Linked DNA regions of Sus scrofa: region 2 is linked to region 1. A link is a contact called in public Hi-C data. All regions are on one chromosome and are shown on one strand. The core of a region is the stretch at or near the end of the contact, and the rest is flanking DNA. Distances in the headings are between cores, read along the strand shown. Region 1 holds the start of CCT5 (chaperonin containing TCP1 subunit 5). Region 2 holds the start of FASTKD3 (FAST kinase domain-containing protein 3, mitochondrial).

The links. A called contact is a pair of places that touch in the nucleus more often than the background predicts.
Region 2: a contact with region 1 is called in a Hi-C map of liver, with 6 times the contacts expected there. The contact joins the promoter of FASTKD3 here to the promoter of CCT5 in region 1. A contact is called at or near these places in 2 of 5 promoter capture datasets (fetal liver and liver) and 2 of 47 Hi-C or Micro-C datasets (epiblast stem cells and liver).

What each region holds. Positions count from the first base shown.
Region 1 is chr16:72,221,778-72,228,764 of Sscrofa11.1, forward strand. It overlaps CCT5 (chaperonin containing TCP1 subunit 5), which reads right to left and starts at 1,413. Exons shown (of 11, transcript NM_001278779.1): 1 at 1,173-1,413. The coding sequence starts at 1,277. FAM173B (protein FAM173B) reads left to right here and starts at 1,715. Exons shown (of 5, transcript XM_021076853.1): 1 at 1,715-1,745; 2 at 6,945-6,987.
Region 2 is chr16:74,266,345-74,273,286 of Sscrofa11.1, forward strand. FASTKD3 (FAST kinase domain-containing protein 3, mitochondrial) reads left to right here and starts at 4,574. Exons shown (of 8, transcript XM_003134149.4): 1 at 4,574-4,677; 2 at 5,556-6,942. The coding sequence starts at 5,586. It overlaps MTRR (methionine synthase reductase), which reads right to left and starts at 4,484. Exons shown (of 14, transcript XM_021076617.1): 1 at 4,400-4,484; 2 at 2,174-2,337; 3 at 79-218. The coding sequence starts at 2,302.

The DNA.
Region 1 (6,987 bases), core at 163-2,662:
AAGTGGCTCGCCTACCTACCATGGGTCAAAGATTGGATAAGTTACCCCATTTAATTTCCCTCCCAAGCCGGAAAGAGGTGTGCTGCCCCTGCTGGGAAAGGAGGTTCAGAGAGGTGGTGTTAACTTGTTTTAGGTCAAACAGTTCAGGGGAGAAAGAACTGCACTGCTTCTTAAATAAAACCCCAAGACACTAAGCAAACAGGGACACCTCAGGCCTGGCGACATGGTCTATCTCAAAGCCTACTTCCTCTGGCATAGTTCTACTTGTGATTCTGCTCAAAACCCCTCCATTGACCGTCTGAAGGATCCCCTCCAGCTTTTTCCTGCACTGCCTCCCATATCCCGTGGTTCTGGTCACACACTGCCTTATGTCATAGTTATTGGCGACCACTTTTCACTCTTTTTTTTTTTTTTTTGGTCTTTTTGCCATTTCTTGGGCCGCTCCCACGGCATATGGAGGTTCCCAGGCTAGGGGTCGAATCGGAGCTGTAGCCACCGGCCTACGCCAGAGCCACAGCAACGTAGGATCTGAGCTGTGTCTGCAACCTACACCACAGCTCACGGCAACGCCGGATCGTTAACCCACTGAGCCACGACGGGAACTCCCACTTTCACTCTTGTAGTAGTATTTTCTTCCTTAAAGGTGTACGTTTTCAGTTTTTATAATACCACATCCAGGATTACGCCGTGCATAGAAGGACTCAAAAATGAAATGCGCTGTCAATGACTAAGCCTTTAAGGAAGCAACGAAGAGTATGAACCTCTTTTCCTTTGGGGCTGTCGCAGGTATACCGACTGAAGGTAAAGAAGCAGGGTCCTAATCTGCCAGGGGACCCGAGAAATACCTCCTCTGCAGCTTACTGATACATGCGCCGTCGGAACGACAGCACGCTGGAGAAGCCAGCGGGGACGCGCGTTCTCCGCCTGTGAATTGAGGCTGCCCCACCCAGCTCTGGAGAGCGCTTGAGGGACACCCAAACCCTCAAACTGGGACTAAAGGCCTCTATGTTGGTCTTTCCCAGGCCCAAGGCGTTGGGTGCAGCACTGGAGACCAAAGAGGGGCTCCCCGACCTTCCCCGAGAGCACATGGCAGAACGGCTCTTAAATGTGCGCACGCGCGGAGCCAGGGGTTCGGGGTCCTCCGCTCATCCAGGGCGTCCCAGTCCCGTTACCTTGAGGGCCTCGAGTCCCATAAGACGAGACTTGCGGTCTTGATCTTTGATGATGAGAAAAGGGCGGCCATATTCGTCGAAGGCGAGGGTCCCCACGGACGCCATGGTGCGGCAGCAGCAGGAGTTCTCTCCCGCAACCGGCGGTGTCCACTCCGGAACCGAGAGAGTACTTTCCTCTCGCGGGAGGGCGCCAAGAGCTCGCGCGTGCGCAGCACAGGCCGCTCGAGACTTATTTCTCACCTGAGACTAGTTTAACGCCAGACAGTACCTTCTGGAATCAGCGGCCTTCGGCAACTTCTATCATCCGGGAAGCTGTGGGGGGGACAGTTTGAAGACACGAACGCGAACTTTAGAACCCACAAGCCGGTAGTAGATAGGATTTAGACACTTATTAAATCTGTAAAATCTGATGTTTCTCGATAGTGCTCCCAACGATGAGATCATTGACTCAGAGCATTGTTTTCTCCCTCCTTCCCACCCTGGCTTCGCGAAGATGGTAGAGTCCGCTTTTTTTTTTTTTTTTTTTTTTTTTTTTTAAACCTGCTGGAAATCTCGCGATGGAGGGAGGAAGAGGTGAGGTCAGCCCCGCGCGCGGCGCGTAGTTTGGGCCGCGGTCCTGGGTGCGGGCGCGGCGTAGGGCTCGTAGTCGTCTGTTGAGTCTGTGGTGCAGCGGGTCCGTGTCGGCGCAGGGGGGCGGGAAGTCGCGGGCCGCTGCCTCGGCTCGAGGCCTGGCGTTTGGGGCTCAGGGCTTGTGCGCGCCTCGGGCGCGTGCGCTGGTACTGGGATCTGGCCGCCGGGACCGGTTCCTAGCGTTTGGAGGCGAATAAGTCCCTTAGTTCGGCGCGGTCTTATACGATGTGTACTGGACTCACACTGTCGGGGTGGGGGTCACAGCTCTGCCGCTTACCAGCTGTGTCTTTGGGAAGGTGATTTGTCTGCAAAAATGGCAGTGGTAGCAATAGCTTCTCTCTTTACCGCTGCTCTACGGATTCAGGGGAAACAGTGCCTGGCCCTTAACAAGCTCTGTTCAAGTGTTTGTTAAAGAGATAGCTGTTTTGCACAAATACTCCAGTAACTTGCCCAAAGTTAGCTAGGAAGAAGCAAAATTGCCCAGTCTTGATCTGAGTCCCACTCTGAAGCCCTACGTTATGGTGCCTCCGAAAGATCTCTCTTAGCAACTTGTCTAAAAAGTACCAGATCCTCTGTTGCTTTTTCTTTGGAGCACAAATCACGACGTAATGTTTTCTGGGTTTAGATTTATTTGTTGTGGGTTTCGTGCCTCCCTGACCTCCATCTGACATAGAGTGGGACTTGACTCGTATTATTCCTAGCTTTTATTGGATACTCAAATGTGGAAATGGATGCATGGATTATAACATTTAACCTGTGGCCTGAAAGTGAGGAATTGACTTTGTCACCAGGTGGTTGATCATTTAACCCCTCCTGATACCTGGCCCACTTACTCTGTAGCTTACAGTGATGCTCCAAGGCCATTTTGGCTTTTGGAGCCACATCTCAATTCACTTTAGCTTGGCCAGTTCAGTGTTTCCTTATTCAGAATAACAAATCCTGTAATCCATTTGGCTCATTAGATAGTTATGAAGTGTAGGAAATGTGTAATGATGCCCGCTGTGCAGTTTTTCTTTAAAGCATGGGGAAAAAAGGGTTTTCCTGTTAATGTATTCTGTGTATAAGCAAGTACACAATGAACAGCTCGAAGATACTATGACGTTCAATTATAAACCCCCAGTGTAAATTCGTGTGGCAGGTCACAATTCCAAATAGGCCTCTTGTTTCTTCCTGGCCTTTTTCCTTTGGCTCAAACTTGGATAAAGACTCCTAAACCTTTGTGGGCTTATGTTGCTGCCTCTAGCTTTAGCTGGCCCACATCTGTCACTGAAAATTGAGATTTTTCTGTCACTACCAGAAGTCAGTAACCAGGCAAGCCTGTAGACAGCGGAAGTTCACTTCTTTGGGTCTTTTACTTACAAGGATGGACTTGTTCCTGGGCTTAGCAGGAACAGCTGGTGGTCCCATGGCTTTCTTTTAAAGGAATGCTGCCGCCTTCAAAAGGACATGTCGGATGGAGATGGTATGTTTTTTTTTTTTTTTTTTTTTTTCTTTTTAGGGCCACACCTGATGCTTATGGAAGTTCCCAGGCTAGGGTTGAATTGGAGCTGCAGCTGCTCAAGGCAACACCTGATCTGAGCCACACCTGTGACCTGCACTACAGCTCACGGCAACGCTGGATCCTTAACCCTCTGGCTGAGGCCAGGGATCAAACCCACATCCTCACAGAGACAATGTTGGGTCCTTAACAGGCTGAGCCACAACAGGAACTCAGTCTCCTGCTTTTTGAAAGTTCACTTTATACCACTTTGCTTTTACAAATGACCTTTTTTAGTACTTATTTTCCCAAACTGAAAGAAATCCAAAGAGGATTTTTCTTTCCTTTTTTTTTTTTTTTTTTTAACTATGTACAGATTCTTCCTAGTGACTTTATTTATTTATTTATTTTTGTCTTTTTGCTATTTCTTGGGCTGCTCCCGCGGCATATGGAGGTTCCCAGGCTAGGGGTCCAATCGGAGCTGTAGCTGCCAGCCTACTCCAGAGCCACAGCAACGTGGGATCCGAGCCGCGTCAGCAACCTACACCACAGCTCACGGCAACGTCGGATCGTTAACCCACTGAGCAAGGGCAGTGATGGAACCCGAAAACTCGTGGTTCCTAGTTGGATTCATTAACCACTGCGCCACAATGGGAACTCCCCCCAAAGAGATTTTTCATTTTTATGACCAAAGGAAGAAAAGGAAAGTAGCATTTGGTGTTACGTGTTGCTGTCAGCTGTCCCAGAGGCAGTGGGCACCCCAGCAGCTAGAGGGGCCCTGCCAAGCCCCTTCCCCAGGAGCCACTCAGCATCCAGCCACAGCTGCCCCAGTGTTGAATGGGGCTTCATCTCTGTTCTTGCTGTACACCCATTAGCAAGATGTGCCCTGAGGTCGTTGCTTCTTAGCTTTATGCCATTCAGCTTAGGAAAGGTTTCATGGAAATGCTCTGCTTTTGGACAGCAGGGGGGACCTGTCCCCTCAGGCCCAGCTCAAATTCTGTGTCTGCCAGCACCTTCCCACTTCCATCATTGGGTTACATCTTCCTCTACCTCCTCTCCTATTCCCACAGTGCTTTGTACATGTTAGGCCTTTCTCACAGCCTGCTTTGTAACTGTCTCAACTGGACCCCATCACACACGCAGGCTAACTGGGGGGCTCTGAAGACCCGTAGCACTTTGTTACATTTTGGCTGGTTAAGTTGTGTCTGCACAGGTGAGAGAGTTTGGGTCATCTGACTCGTGTTTGTCTAATCACCTGTCTGTTGGCTTTGCTGACTGGAGACAGTCCATCCACAAGTGGATAAACAGAATGTGGGCTGTCCACACTGGAATATCACTCAGCCATGAGAAGGAATACTGTGGAATATCACTCAGCCATGAGAAGGAATACTGTGGAGTATCACTCAGCCATGAGAAGGAATACTGTGGAATATTACTCAGCCATGAGAAGGAATAAAGTACTGATACATGGTAGAGGATGGAGGACTCTTAAGAACGTTATGCTGGGTGAAAGAAGTCACTCAAAACCCCGCATACTCTATGGTTTCATTCATGAGAGTTTTCATTAGAGACAGAAAGCAGATTGGTGGTTGCTTCGGGCTTGAGGATGAGGGGGAGTTTCAGGGGTCCTGGCTGAAAGGGTTCTTCTGGAAATAAAAAGGTCTAAACTTAACTGTGGTGATGGTTACACATATCTGTGAATATACTAAAAAACCCTTTGAATTGTATGCACTAAATGGGCAAATTATATGAATTACATCTCAGTAAAGCTGTTAAAAAGTAATGAGCCCCACCACTCCACATGATAGTATTTTTTTTCCTTTAAAATGGTTGTTGGATCTATTTTAAATTTAATTTTATTGGGGTATAGTTAACTTACCGTGTTGTGTTAGTTTCAGGTTTACAGCAAAGTGAATCAGTCATGCATATAAATATATTCATTTTTCCCCCCACATTGGTTATTACAAACTATCAAGTAGATTTCCCTCTGCTGTAAAGTAGGTTCTCCTTAATCATCTATTTTTACACAATGTGTGTGTATGTTATTCCCACCCTCCCAATTCTTCCCTCCCCCAGCAGTTTCCCCTATGGTAACCATAGGCTTGGTTTTGAAATTTGTGGGTTTGTTTCTGTTTTATAAATAAATTGTGTCACTTTTATTAGGTTCGACATATAAGTGATATATGATATTTGTCTTTCTCTATATGACTTACTTCACTCTATATGATAATTTCTAGGTCCATCTATGTTGCTGCAAATAGCATTTCATTCTTTTTTATGGCCGAGTAATATTCCATTATATCTATGTACCACATCTTCTTTATTCATTCGCCTGTTGATGGACATTTAAGTTGCTTCCATGTCTTGGTTATTGTAAATGGTTCGGCTGTGAACATTGGGGTGCATGTATCTTTTTGAGTTACGGTTTTCTCTGCCCTTGATAGTATTGAGGCTAATAATAGTGCCTGATAGTCATCACTTACTCTGTCAGGTTGTGCCAAGGGCTTTATATGCACTGTTTATTTAACTGTCCCAGTAACCCTCAGAGGATAGTATTATTTTAAAATCTTACAAGTGAGGAAACTGAGCCTTGAATTTTTTTTATTATAGTCGATTTACAATGTTGTGCCAATTTCTGCTGTATAGCAAAGTGACCCAATCAACACACACACACACACACAAACACACACTTTCCTTTTCTTATATTATTTTCCATCATAGTCTATCCCAGGAGACTGAATAGTGCTGTACAGTAGGACCTCATTGCTTTTCCATTCTAAATGTAATAGTTTGCATCTACTAACTCCAAACTCCCAGTCCATCTCTGAAATGATTATTTTTTGTTTTTTGTGGATCTGCTTTAAAAATCTCCTTATTGCCATACCTATTTAAGATATTTAGTAAAACCTAAATTTTATCTCCTCTATAACTTCAGGATTGGATTTAGGCAACCGTGATTATTAATGCCTGACCAATTTTTTTTTTTTTTTTTTGGTCCTTTTGTCTTTTCAGGGCTGCTTCTGCAGCATATGGAGGTTCCCAGGCTAGGGATCAAATCAGAGCTATAGCTGCTGGCCCACATCACAGCACTGCCAGATCTGAGCTGCATCTGTGACCTACACCACAGCTCATGGAAACACTGAATCCTCAACCCACTGAGTGAGGCCGGGGATCGAACCCACAACCTCATGGTTCCTAGTCAGATTCGTTTCCACTGCGCCAGGACGGGAACTCCACCCTGACCAATTTTGATGCAAAATACTTTGATCCTATTTGAGATAGGGTAATAATTAGGTATTTTCATGCTTATTTGTTTATGGACCATAAAAATATGGCGTTCATGAGTAATACTTGTATTAACTGTTACTAATTCATAAAATAGCAAATAGATTTAAACACATCGTTTTCCAAGGGATGACTCCTAGAGAAAAAAAATATGTTGGAAAGAAAAGATTTTAGTCTTCCATTAACATGGAATAGTTTTCTGTAAAACACTTCAGTTGGTAGAATCTAGAGCTCATTGTGGAATTCTGTGTTTGTAATTTAGATAGTATTGAGCAAAATTATCCTCTCAAAAGCATGAGTTTACTCATCAATAAGAATGACCCTACCTTGGGTTTCTGATTTGGTGCCACATGGATGTTTTCTGCTTGCTTTCAATCCAGGTCCACCCCAGAAACTCTTGAGGAGGAAAGGCAGCCAGGCGAT
Region 2 (6,942 bases), core at 3,324-5,823, 2.0 Mb after region 1:
ATTTGGATATTAGCGTGAAAGCCAGCAGGGAGCTTACAGTAAGAGCACAGAACACAGTCCACACCTAGCAATCCATACCGCAGGTGAGCAAGGAGGTCGCCAGGCAGCGTCTTGTCCTGTATGGCTTTAACGAACTTGCGGGCTGTGTCGGGTGGGTCTCCGTTGCCCGTGGTGGAAACCACCACCACAAGAGGCGCCGCTTCCGTCCTCAGATCGTACTAAGAGACAAGGGTGCCAGTCAGGGCTCTAGCGCTGTGTGTTCCTTCCGACTTAACACATCCACGAGGCGACCCACTTAATCTTCCACTTGCCGTCTATATCGCAGGACGGCAGAAAAGTACACAGAACACCGCACAGCTGGCCAAGTAACAGCGTTACCACCCCCCCACCCCTGCCCCCCGGAACCAGGAAGCCTGGCTCTCAGGAAGGCCGCTGACACCCTCAGGGTCCAGAGAGCCCAGAACACCGTCAACAGGGAACTGAGGTCACCAGCGTTTCCAAGTCTGACAGATTCCAGTTTCTTTATTCTGATTCTCACCTAAATTTAAATACTCAGGCAAATTACACTATCTGTATTTATAATGACTCCATGACCTCTACACAGCATGAATGTTACCTAATTTGGCTCCAAGGATTGCACTGTTTTTCATGCTGACCTAACATGTAAAAGATCTGAGCTAATGTTTTACCAGACAATTGATTCAGCGCTTACAGGACACAACGTAACTCTATACAGTTTGTTAACTTTACCTTGAAAAAGACTAGCATCTAGGGAGCAGAGAGCTATCAGTTTGAACCTGCATCAAAAGCAACTGGAGAAATCATTCAACTGCAGAGAGCAAAGAGCACAACTAACACTGTATTAGAAACACTCACTATTCACTTAACTTTCAAATAGCTGCTGAGCCCACGGGGGTCACTGGTGAGGTGACGTCACTGGGCCAAACCAGGGCTAGTCATATGATGCTGATGACTTTGTTTCTGTTTGTAGTGACAGATTCAGTCTGTAGCGCCTGCAGCTCCCGCAACGTAGATTTACTTTGAAAGTAGAATCACGGGGCCTGCAAGGGGTGGGGTCCTCCAGGACCCTCCTGCTGGTGAGTGACTAATCTGGAGTCACCCTGGCCCTGCTGAGCTGAGTTCATAATTCACCTCTGCTGCTGGCAGGCTGGCCTTTAGACCTAGAAATGCACTAGAGGCCAGAGGAGGTTGTGAACCTGGGCAAAGGGTACGGCAGGGTGGGGTTTTGACTCCTGGGCTGAATTCAACGTCTCTGGCTCACAGAGCACCGTGTGGCCTGACAAAAGAGCCCCTGCTCATTCCTAGGGCCTGAGATGTATCAAAGTGTGAATGGGAGGGTCGCGATCAGACTGAAAAAGCAACACAGATCTGTCAGCATCTCCCTGTCCTACGGGGGGAGCTTCGGAACGGAAGAAAAGCAAAGCAGCCCCGGGTCCTCTCGTCTCCACCTTCCGTTGTGCATCATGAAAGAATCCGGTGGTTCCCACCTGGAGGGACTCTGGCATGGATGGCCAGGTCTTCTTTTTGGGGAAATACAAACAGTACTGAGATTCACGAGTGGAAAGGACACGTGGCCCAGTGAACACACACACCTCGTTAGTTCTCAGGAACCCAGGAGAGAAACAAGGCAAATACTCTAACTTTCATTTAGTCGAGAAGAGTTACTTATCACAGTTTTAAAGACTGTGTAGCCCAATTCAAAAAACCACTTACATTAAAAAGAAAAAAGTTCAGGAATCTTACATTAAGGTGATAAAGCAAATTTTTGAGCGTTAAAAATGGATCATGGTGGCATTTAGGTCCCATTTTGCTCGTAACCAAAATTCTTAAAAAGTACATGATGGTAAAAATCGTGACTTACCTGACCCATGGAGTTCCCACTGTGGCTCAGTGGGTTAAGAACCCAACACAGTACCTGTGAGGATGCAGGTTCGATCTCTGGCCTCACTCAAGCGGGTGAAGGACTGGCACTGTTGCAAGGTGCGGTGGAGGTCACAGATGCAGCGTGGATCTGGTGGTGTTGCATGGGCTGTGACGTAGGCTGGTAGCTGCAGCTCCCACTCAACCCCTAACCCCGGAACTTCCACACGTCACAGGTGCAGCTATAGAAGCAAAAATAAATGAATGAAATTATTAAAAAACCACAACTTACCTTGTCCGACTCACTGATACAGTGGAGGTCTGCAGAAAAACCATGTGCATCTGCTTTTTCACATATTTCTTCTGCTATGGCCTTTGCCTGTCCTTGCTGTGTAGCATAGAGTAACAAAAACCTCCTCATCGCCTCTGTGCATATGCTACACTGCGACAGTTACACTGGAACACAAAGGGGGAGAAGGACTTTCTTTTAACAAAGTACAACAACCTGCAGCTCTTAATTCTCTTATTTAGAAAAAGATTTCAACAATATCTAGGCGTAAAATGAAGCAGAGACTTTCCAGAATCTGTTTGTCAGCATTAATTCCAAAAGGCTAAAAGAGAGAACTCATCAAACCCAAGAGAATACAGGGAATGAAGCTGTAATTCCAGGGCTCAGAAATCAGATTCTGGGGCCAGATCACTCACAAGAGCAGAAGTCCCGTCAAGCTCTCAACTGATCAGTCTCTGCTGCCTCACCCTTAGAGTGGGGACAATGACAAAGACAGACAGACACAAAGCCCCTGAACAACGACTGAGACATAGCAGTGCTCAATAAATCTCAGACATCTCTGTTCTCTTTAAAAAAAGCAAAGTTAAAAATTCATAAAAACTGTAAAAACCTCATTAAAATTGATTCCTACTTAATCCCAACAAACAAATCATAGTTCTCAAAGCACAGACCCTGTTTTCTTATTTAATTCAATGTCATATATATGTGAGTGCATGTGCATAAATACTTATACATGTCTATACCGAGTGAAAAATATTCCAAATCCACTCTAGCCTTTTACCAGTATGTGTGCTTTTCCGGAACAAGTAATGGGGGATAAAATAAAGGACATTCAAAGACTTTTCCCCAGGCCCGTCCAGTGTCAAAACCTGGGAGACTCTCACGTTAGGGGACAAATTTAAACGGACACCCAAACCAAAATTTTGGCTTTTGGTAAATGAACCACAATACTTTTGTTGTTGTTGTTCCTCTGGCCAATTAAATCTAAGGGCAATTTGGCCACGAAGAAATGAAAGGGCAAAAGAACAGTATTAAATCGCAATGCTAAAAATCATGGACTAGCCTACGGAACAGAACAGCGCCTGGACAGAGCGGGCGCTCTAGTGGTCAGCAAGATGACAGGATAAGGGAATCGCAGGAAGACACCACGCACTTGGAGCTGACTGTAAAAGCGCAGTGATGGAAAACAGCTGTTACAACCAAGGTCCGGGAGGGCGTCCCAGGAGACACACACAGGCCTGAGGGCTTCAAAGCACGAACCCCTTGGTACCTTGGCGAGAAGGTCCTCCAGCCCACGTTCCTCAGAGGTGGTTTTGCTGCACCAAGAAAGAACAGAGACCACTCCAACCGAGAAGAAACAAATTAGGAGTCTTTATTACAGGCCACACTGCCTAAAAGCGGCTTGAGTGTGAAGCCCCGAACAAAGAAACGGACCGTGTTTATAAAGACAAACTTACATTCAGGTTGGGAAGGGGTGCGCATGCATAAACAGGGGTGTAAAAACAAAGGGACAGTTAAAATACTTCAAACCTTAACTAGTGAGAGTGTTTAAGTTAACAATAATGATTTGTTAAGTAAGGTTCATATCGTCTAACTTAAAGCAGGCAGCTTATGTCGGTGCCAGAAAGGCAATTAGATGGGTAACCTTGCAGCATCTCAGTCCCCCTTAGCAGCTAACTTCGTTCTTCTAGGAAAGGGAGCTGCGGCCGGAGACTTGGGCACCGGGCTGATTGCTTTACACCGGCCCTGCGCAATGTCAACAAGGCCCAGGCCTGTGTCCGGAGCTGTGGGATGTTAACAGGGCCCAGGCTTAGGTTCTTCAGTTCCCCGCACCGGCAGGGCACCGTCACGCGAAGAAAGAGCGGAACACGAGGGGCCGCGTTCCCGGCATCCCTGAGTCTCAGGCGCCCCGTCCCGGTCTCCGCACCTGACCCCGCGCTCCGATGTGCCCTTTACCCTCGTCTAGTACAGTGTTCAGAACCAAAACGCCGACGGAGAAGGGGCTCAAAGCCACCTTCGGGACTGGCTCCGCTCGCGCAAACGCCGCCCAGGACTCCGTCCGAGAGGCCGCGAATAGCTTTTAGGACCAAGACCCAGGTTCAGCCCGCCCTCCGGCCGCGTTGCCCGGAGGGCGCGGAGGCCAGTGTCCTCCCCCACCCTCAGCTCCCTCCCTCGGGTCCGTGCCGGGCATGTGCCCAGACGGAGAAGCGACAGCTGCCCCATACTCACCTGCGCGCGTCCGGCCCGGACGCTGGGGAAGGCGTAGGTACTGCGAGCCCGGCTCCCGCGCCTGCGCACACGGTCGCGGCGTGCGTACTCGGCTCCCGAGACCAATAGGAGGCTCGCGAGAGGAGCTGGGCCAATCACGGCGCGCCGGACGTGGGGCGGCCTCCGGACCTTGCGCATGCGCCCGGCTGCTGAGAGCCCCCGCCGCGGTGCGCGCGTACGGAGGCCCACGAGGTTCTGGCGCCTCCAGGGCTGCTAGGACCCCCGGCGCGCTGAGTCCGGTAGGTGCCCATCCCGGCTTTGGGCTCTGATGGCCGCGCCGGGCGTGCGTCGTCCGCGGCTCCGCCCAGCCGCGCACGCCGCCCTTGTTCGCCCAGCTCCGCGGACGCCGTAGCCGCCCTCCCGGTGCTTGAGCGCAGGTTTCCTGGAGCACCAGGTTCAGGGACGCCCGGCCCATCGCGTCCTTTCACTCCGAGGTGGACGCCAGCCCCCGGGCGCCCGGTCCCCCCTTGTCCCGCACGCCTGTGGTCCCAGCTCGCAGCGCGGGGCGTTCAGGTGCGCACCGGCGAACCACCTTCCCCCTTTATTGACTAACATTTTGCTTTTCAAATTCTTTCTTTGCCCCCATTTGCCGAGTTAGAACTTCTTGTTTCTCAGTCCCAGCCAAATCCTGACGGCTGAAGGGAAACCAACACCTCGGGGCCCTTTAAGCGCGTTTTTCACCTTTGCTTTGACCGATCCGAATTAATGGTCCTTTTTTGAGGGAGTTGAACCAAGCGCCAGTCCTCCCATCAGCCGACACTTCCGAGGCGCGCTTAGCATCCAGACTGCCTGAGTTTGAAGCCTGGCTCTGCCACTTACTAGCAGTTTCAATTTGACGACATGACATCTTTGCGCTTCAGCGGGCTCGTTTCTAAAATGACATAAAAGGACTTAATCCGCTGTGTTGTTGGGAGACTTCAGCATAGCACTGCCTGGCAAATGATAGCGATTTTTGTAACTAGATCCAGGCGCCTGCTCTTCTGGTACTTAATGTTGGAGAGGGAAATGTTTAGGGGGAATCACTCCTATGGGGTTCTCATCCGTAGTTTCATAAACACCGATGTTGAGTGAACCGTGTTCTCATATGTTTGACCATGTTTTCTGTTCTTTAACATAGTGACAGATCGAGAGGTGTTGATCTAATGGCATGGCCTTAATTACCTTGCGGAGAAACCTTTGTCATTTATCTGATTTTCGAATACATGGAGCTCTGGCTGCTCTGAAAAATCCACGTGTAAATCACGTTCACAAGATAGTCCAGGAGCATCTGTGTCTGTGGTTCTGTTCACTGCAGCCCGGGCCCGCCAGGGTCAGGTTCCATCATGCCCACTGTAAAAAGTTCCATTCGGAAAATGGAAATGACCTTCATCCCGTTGGCGAGCCAGTGTTCTCTCAAGTACACGATTGGGACAGGTTCGAACAAACCGTGAAAAATGTGGACGAAGAGATGTGTTGCAGGAGACTAAACAACCTTGGTTCATCAGGAGAAGTCCTGCGTTTTATAAGCACACTGCCGGCTTTACCTGAGACTGTGGCAGCAGAAGCCTTACACCGGATTTGTGAAGTGGAAAAGAAAGACGGTGCTCATTGGCTGCCCAAGGAAATCCTGGAGAATAGTGTCTTTCAAGCTTTGTGTGATCAGGTTGGACGGGACCCCTCAAATCTGTCAAACGCGGGTTTGGTGACTGCTTTGCAAGCCCTGACTCCTCTGCAGGCGGAGCCTCAAAGTAGTTTGTTGCTGAACCTGCTGGCAGAGTGCCAGCACCGTCTGGAAGGGGGCCGTCTGGACATTCACAGTCTTTGTATTCTCGGGGAGAGTCTGATTAAACTGCAAGGTCCAGGCTGTTCAACACTAGAACTGATTCTGTGTCAACTGCAGGGAGAAAATGTGGAAAAATTTCCCCCCGAGGATATCCTGTCCCTTTACAGGATACTGCAGGCGTGTCCCGAAAAAGTGGACCAACACCAAAGGTTTTTAAATAAGATAAATAACTTTTCTCTGTCATTAGTTCCCAAGCTGAATCCTAAATCGATGAGCCAAATGCTCACCGCCCTGGTGGTTCTGGATCAAACTCAGGCACTGCCTCTGGTTATAAAATTGGGTAAATATGCTGTGAGGCACATCCCGCATTTCACCAACGAAGAGCTTGGCAGAGTCTTAGGCGCGTTCATCCACTTTGGGCACAATGACAGGTTTTTTATCGAAGCCCTGGAGCAACATGTCACCTCACTCCGTCTCACTTTGGATCCCGAGGTTGTCAGCAAAGTCATGGAGTACTGCAGCAGAAAGCTGATTCTTTCCAAACCCATCCTCAATGCCGTGGCAGAAATGTTCGTGTGCCAATCAGAAAAATTTTCACCTCGCCAGATTTCTGAGTTACTTGAGCCATTTGGAAAACTCAATTATTTGCCACCAAATGCCTCTGCTTTATTTAGGAAGCTCGAAAACATACTGTTCACTCATTTCAATTTTTTTCCACCCAAAGCACTATTGAAACTTCTCC